Linked DNA regions of Anser cygnoides: region 1 is linked to region 2. A link is a contact called in public Hi-C data. All regions are on one chromosome and are shown on one strand. The core of a region is the stretch at or near the end of the contact, and the rest is flanking DNA. Distances in the headings are between cores, read along the strand shown. Region 1 overlaps ME3 (malic enzyme 3). Region 2 has its middle 16 kb from the start of FZD4.

The links. A called contact is a pair of places that touch in the nucleus more often than the background predicts.
Region 1: a Hi-C map of liver shows a contact between it and region 2, with 3 times the contacts expected there. The contact joins two enhancer-like sites. A contact is called at or near these places in 2 of 7 Hi-C or Micro-C datasets (both in liver).

Annotation. Positions count from the first base shown.
Region 1 is chr1:204,167,178-204,170,501 of Taihu_goose_T2T_genome, forward strand. The region is part of intron 1 of ME3 (malic enzyme 3); the gene reads left to right. Among named protein-coding and RNA genes, the nearest start is that of ME3, 64 kb to the left of the region's middle. Within about 2 kb of position 1,679, at least 2 of the 3 cell types and tissues checked have open chromatin away from gene starts, as enhancers often do. A contact at or near this core is called in liver, where this site is marked.
Region 2 is chr1:203,977,226-203,980,474 of Taihu_goose_T2T_genome, forward strand. No RefSeq gene overlaps it. Among named protein-coding and RNA genes, the nearest start is that of FZD4, 16 kb to the left of the region's middle. Within about 2 kb of position 1,701, at least 3 of the 3 cell types and tissues checked have open chromatin away from gene starts, as enhancers often do. A contact at or near this core is called in liver, where this site is marked.

The DNA.
Region 1 (3,324 bases), core at 429-2,928, 190 kb after region 2:
ATTTACATCCATGCACGTAGGTCCCCAGAATGCCTAACGTTCAAGCTCAGTGCATGAAAGGAAGGTGTGGGGAGTTGGGGGTTGGCCTCTTCTTTCACATAACCAGTGATAGGACTAGAGGGAATGGCCTGAAGTCATGCCAGGGGAGGTTCAGGTTGGAAATGAGGAGACATTTCTTCACTGAAAGAGCAGCCAGGCATTGGAACGGGTTGCTCAGGGAGGTGGTGGTGTCACCGTCCCTGGGGGTGTTCAAAGAAAAGTTGGACCTGGTGCTTAGGGACATGGTTTAGTGGGTGACATTGGTGGTAGGGGGATGGTTGGACCAGGTGATCTTGGAGGCCTTTTCCAACCTTAGTGATTCTATGATTCTATTCTATGATTCTGTGAGTTTCCTTGTCTTGAAATTTATGCATTGGCATTGAAGACCAGAGTCCTGGCACTGTGCAAACATAAAAACTTGCCAGAATTTAAGCAGTCAGCAGAGTCTTGTCTGTGACATTCATGAACATCCATCCCAGTCCAACTTACGGAGACAAACCATTCTAGAACCCCACACTCCCTTTTGAACCTGTTTAATATTAGTTATTATATTAATTCCCAATATGATTTCAAGAGGTGACCCAACATGCTGCTTTTCAGCCCTTTCACTTTTCAGAAAAGCAACAAATCAGGGAGGTGGTGGATCACAGCAGCCAAACCTGGAACTGGAGCAGCGTCCTTGTGAGTTCCCCCAAAAAAGATAAAAAAGCCGCAACAGGATTGGAGTGCCAAGTGCCCAAACACAAGTGCTTCACCTTCACAGCAGTTGTAAATTGGTTACAACTTCATGCTGCTCCTGGGTAAAGAGTAGCTGGATGCTCCTGGCTACGCTGATGGTGATGACGATGATGTAGGAGACATTCGGGCAGGGCACAAGAAATTGCAAAAGAATTCAAAAAAAAAAAAAAAAAGGCACTGGTGGGTGTGCAGACTGCTGCTTCTGTAAGGCATCACAGCAATATTGTGCGTAGAAATGTGCTGGGCTTAATCAGAAAAAGAACTGTATTAGGTGTGGGATCATTTGATGAAATACTAAAACCACTATTTTAATTGGTGGAAAACAACTGAAAGGCCTTTTTTGCCTATTGAAAAAAATACTTCAAGATGGTTTTTAGTGGTTGGGGGCAGAAATACTTAGGATGTCATCTTTCTGCCTTTCCTATCCCTTTCTCTTCTAGTGACCACCACGTGTTTGCGTGTTTGCCGAGCTTTGTTTCTGTTGCAGGGGATGAGCGAGGGCCAGGCTGTGACCCGGATCAGCCAGCCTGTGATGTAACTCTCTAGACAAGCAAGTGGAGTATTCAGTGCCAAATATTTGTCTCCCCTTATCTATCCTCCCTGTTCAAAGGTTGCAGGAAGTAAATGGCTCAAAACTGTGATTGTATCTTTTTTTGCCTTTCATTGCAGATAAACTTTGACATTCGCAGTAGCTCTGTTTTCCCTGCTTTGATACAGTAGTGTCAGTTCGTAGCCAAACAGTGCCTTAGAGCTGATGTCCAGTGTTGATCTTAGCCTAGTATTTCAGCAGTCCCTGTTCTGGAGAATACAGATGGTTGCAAGTTTTCTGATGAGAATGTTTTTCTTTAAGTTGAAAAAATGATGACTCACAAAAACTCCAGCTTTATCTTGTGGGAATGCAGCAATTCTGCTGGGAAACTCTTTTGGGGAAAGGCTTCTCAGGTCCAGGAAGGAAATTTGGGTCAAAAATGTCAGGCACTTCAACGGAACCAGCCATGTCCTGGTACAACATCCATCAACGACAGAGATCACGGTGCCATTCCTGGGTTTGACAGAAAACTCCTGACCTCCTGCCTCCCAGCAGTCTGCTGACTACAGGAGGAACGAGTTCTGTCTCCTGTGTTCTTGCATCAAAGGTTTGGAAAGTACGTGGTTCTGTCCTGATATGGAAAAAAAAAAAAAAAAAGTAAGAAAATGCTTGTGGGATAAAGAACTTTTTTTCTTAGATTACCTGGAGGATGGATGTCTTTTCTGAAATATATGAAGACTTTTCCTAATTGGTGCTACTACACTATTTAGTAATAGAAGAAGTGTCACGTTATGTACAAGGCATGGGTCTGGCAAGCAGGAGAATCAGTTCTAGTCCTTGCCTCCATCACTGCGTGCTCTTTTCCAGGTTACTTGACATCGCTTTATCTCTGCTGATGGTGTGCCAAACATTTTCAGCAGCAGCCACCCCACGTACAAGCAAATGGCTCTTCCAGCAGCCCATTCCCATGGCTGGATGTCTCCTGGGGGTGTGCAGAGCCATAAAGCGGTGTGTAGCAGCCAGGGGAGCTGCTCTGAGCTCAAATGACCTGGTTATTTTTAATCCAGGTACTTCCTCTCCCTCGTTAACCATGTGACCGCACAAATGCTTGTGCTGGCACAAGTGTTGGGGTGGCACAGGGACAGGAACAAGCAACGGGAGGCGATGGAAGGCTGCCAAAAACAAGTTCATCCAGATATGTCCTCGGTTTTCCTTGTGCGGCATTAATAACAGCTATTTGTCATAGATTAGCGCTCGAGCCATGGAAGAAAACAGCAGTTTAACAGCTATGTACTCATAAAGCTGCTCCTTAGGATTTTTTCAAGCATTTCTCTGTTTGCTTGAGTAGATGTAGTTCAGTAATTACCAGTCTTGAATATTTCACTGCCAGCTCTTCGTCGAGATACAAATCGGTTGGTTAGTTATGGGTGAGGTTTTCATTAGGATTTAAGCTCTTTAGACACTTCTGAAAATGTTTCCTTCTATCCTGCTGTCTAATCTGGCATCAGGATAGCAGAAATCCTATTAATTAAGGTCTAAGACCTTTCATAATCTTCCCCGACTGCAGAATGCATTTACTGGTGCTGTTCGTCACAGCTGTGTCCGGCGCAGGATGGTGCTGCTCCTCTGAACATCAGCCCCCGCACACATGGGAGCAGGACACGCTCAGGTTTCTGCCTGGGAAGGACCAAATTGTCCTTTAAAAGCAGGGATTTCCCATGCAGTCTAGGATGTTGAGCTTCATGTTGAGCTTTATGGGCGCTTCATGTGCTCCTTGAAAAGATGGGCTGTGGGCAGAGAGGTTGGCACTGAGAAAGCATCCTACACATCAAGCCTGTCTTCTGTGCTGTCAATATGCCATTAATATTTGTTGTCTGATGGAAAGAGAAATGTGTGCCTAGTGGAATAATATGGGATGACATGCCTGGTGGAAACAGAAACTACGCGAAGCTGATGAGTTTGATAAGAGTATTTAGTATCTAAATCTAAACCGGGTATGTGGTTTATAAAGGATAAAC
Region 2 (3,249 bases), core at 451-2,950:
CAGGCTGGCACAGTCCCACCTGTACCCTCCACTGTGCCCTTGGAGCAAGCTGAGGAAAATCACCTGTTGCTGGCAGAAACCATGCAGAAAGAAACGTTCAGTTATATGGACTGTGCAGAAAGCTGGTGTCTCAGAAGTCATTGGAGAGGAGATCTCTTCTCTGCATTAGCACTACTCTCTGTTGAAAAAACTGAAGAGGTTGTCCCTCAGGAGTGAAAGGACAGCATTATCCCAAGGCACAAATCTGGCCATTCATAAGGAGGAAAGAATTTGTCAAAGCAAAGTATGAATGCCTGGAATTTCACCTGATTTCAGCTTATGCTCATGGTTTCAGGGCATGTGAGTGGAGTCTGCAAGCAGAGAGCAGCTACTCTGAGATGTCACCCTGTCTGCCTCTTCGTTTTCTCCATTCTGTTTGATGGCATTCAGCTCCAGACACCCTTTGGGACCTTGTTCTCTTGCCACTTTGAAGTGACAAATACAACACACTAATTAGAAGTAAAAATATATTAATGTAAGTTCTAGTATGCAAAGTATACTTTTCAAGTCTTAAAAGTGATCACAAAAATCTTCAAGGGAAGGTTTTATTCCTCCATACACAGCTAAAAGAAAATGGTATTTGAAGAACAGGAATTTCTGGCATCTCTTGATCCAGGGCAGATATGGTGCTAAGGAATGGTTTCCTCCTAGTGCAAGTCTAAGGACTGAACCCGTTGGAGACCAGTGCTGCTAACACACTGCCCAGGCCCACCAAAGGTCACCTCGTCAGACAAAGCACAACGCATGCTCAACTCTAAAACCAGAATACACTGGGACCAATGATAGCTGACAACTGTTTGTCTACTGTTCCATTGCAGTGGCATAAATGCAGACTTTGTCTAGCTCCAGGCAAATAAAGCAGCTTTGTTAAGGGGTCTGTCATGTCAACTGCACGTGGTGTATTTCAGCAAGCTGCTCACAACCAGCTTACTTTATTTGCATTTTGCTCTCAGTGGTGCAGTGGTGTGAATTATGCCTCAGTGCTGCTCTCTCACACCTTCTGAGGAGCTTCTCCAGCTCCTTCCCCCCAGATGGAGACCTACAGGGCTGCAGGGAGGTTTGGGCTGATCCCAAGACACTGCTTCTTTCTTTTGCTTGCCTTTTCAGTGTGCCTCTTTGACAGTTTGTAGCCCAGTCCAGGCAAGCTGCTTTTCCTTCCTCTTGTCCTCGTGCTCTGTTCGGATTGTATTTCTTGCTCATTCATTTTTTTCAGCTGTTCCTTTACACAGTTTCTGGGCCTCTGGGGAGACAGTTCTGATGCACCTCCTTAGCAGGGTCTCTTACATGGAGAGCTGAACGGAGGTGCTTTACAGATTGTTAAGACTGTGACAGTCTGGGACATGAAGACTTCCACAAACCATCACAACTGGGACTTCCAAAGCCATCAGTCACTTCTGAAGGCGGAAACTTAGGTTTTGCTCTTTGATGTCGAGGATCTGCTGGGGCTGCTCATCTCCAGCTAAGGCATGACTCTCAACTTTTATACTGCTCCCAGTTTTGCCACCCTCCTCCTTTCTATGCCTACTCAGGCTTTGTAAATGTTTCACCACATTAACTCAAATTCTGCCACATATTTACAAAGGTTTGTGACCTTCAGCTGTAGTCAATCATTCCCTATGGTCTAATTTGTCCTTTTCCCCCTGCAGCTCCTTCATCACACTGCCATTGCCTGCAAATGATTTACCTAGGGCTCACAGAGCACTGACTGTATCCTGCACAGCTCACTTGCAGTCCTGCTCTGTTTTGGACTCCCCAGATTTTCTGGTGTCTCATTCAGATCTCCTTGTCCTCTGTTACATCAGCACTTGCTCCTCATCTTCAGTACGGCAGGTTCTTGGCTGAATTAGGAAGGCTCTGGACATGAACTATGCTGCACGGAAGTGGAAAGTGGGTGGTAGATCATGTGGATGGAGGAGCGTAGACTACCGGTGTTGATTTCTTGGGATGTACATCCTTTCTCTAAACACTGCTCTCACAGCCACCATCACTGGGACATGGGCAGGCTCTCCACAACACCTGCACCTAAAGCTGGTGCTTAGACCCCAGTCTGGACACCTGTGAACTAAAAGTTAGATGCTACACCTTTCAGCACTGCTGCATCTCAGTCTCTTCTTATTTTTTTCCTAGTTTTTGAATGCTTGGATGAGGTTAGCGGCAGGAATTTCTACTACTGCCCCCTCCAGAGAAGTTTTGAATATAAAAAAATTGTGTTTTAGAATGCTAAGCAAGACCAGCAGCCCATCTTGTTGCTGGTAAAATGAATATAATAGAGGTAAGCCTCTAGAAAACAAACCATCCACCAGGATAAACAAACGAACTGTTTGCCTGATGCAAACCTAGCAAACACTGATGCATTTATTGACCATATCTGCTAAACCTTGGATTTAGTTGCGTCAGAAGGGCTAGCACAGCAGTCATTGCCAAGCAAAGCAGCAGGTGGACCGCAGGGACCTGAGGCACCCTAACACAGGAGCTAGGAGCCAGGCAGGATGCCCCAAGGAAGCCTGCTTGCTTAGACAGTCTGAGCACAAAATTTTTGCCCTTTTAGCGGTGAGATGAAGGCCATGGGGCCTTGCGTGCACAAAGACAAGAGTGGCTTTCAACACGTGGCTAAGGTGGGGAGATGGAATCCCTCAGAAGGAAATCCCACAGGAAGCTGAGCAGAGCAAAATCTTCCATAAATACATGGAGATACTTTGGAAATATCTTCCGATGCTCCCACAGAAACCCTGTGCCCTTTGCCATGCCTGGCAGGAGCCGAAGGTCGGCTTGGCAGTATCCAAGGGCCGCAGCTCCTTGCTGCCCAGGCCCTCGAGTGTGTGGCCGCTAGGTGTCACGGCTGGCCCACAGAAGCCATTTTGTCCCAGCGCTCTGAGATCGTCCCTCTCTTGTCAGCATGCAGAAATCACACAGTCCTGACAAAACCAGACGAGGGAGGTGTAAACTATGCCCGGCTGTACCCGGCCTCCGAGGGGGGTGCCACCAGGCCCATGGGCTGTCCTGGCAGCGCACCAGGAGCCGGCAATTGGAGGTGTAGTTCGGCCCGCAGAAGTGGATTCATAAGACAAAATCTGTCAGAAAACTGTGTTTTTATATTCCGCAGGTGTCTCCATTTACAATCTCTGCACATCCTCCAGGAAAATTTAGTGTTGCCTTAGCTCAAGCAACCAGAGTTGTACCCCATATTTCAGTTTAAATTTCATGTGTGCC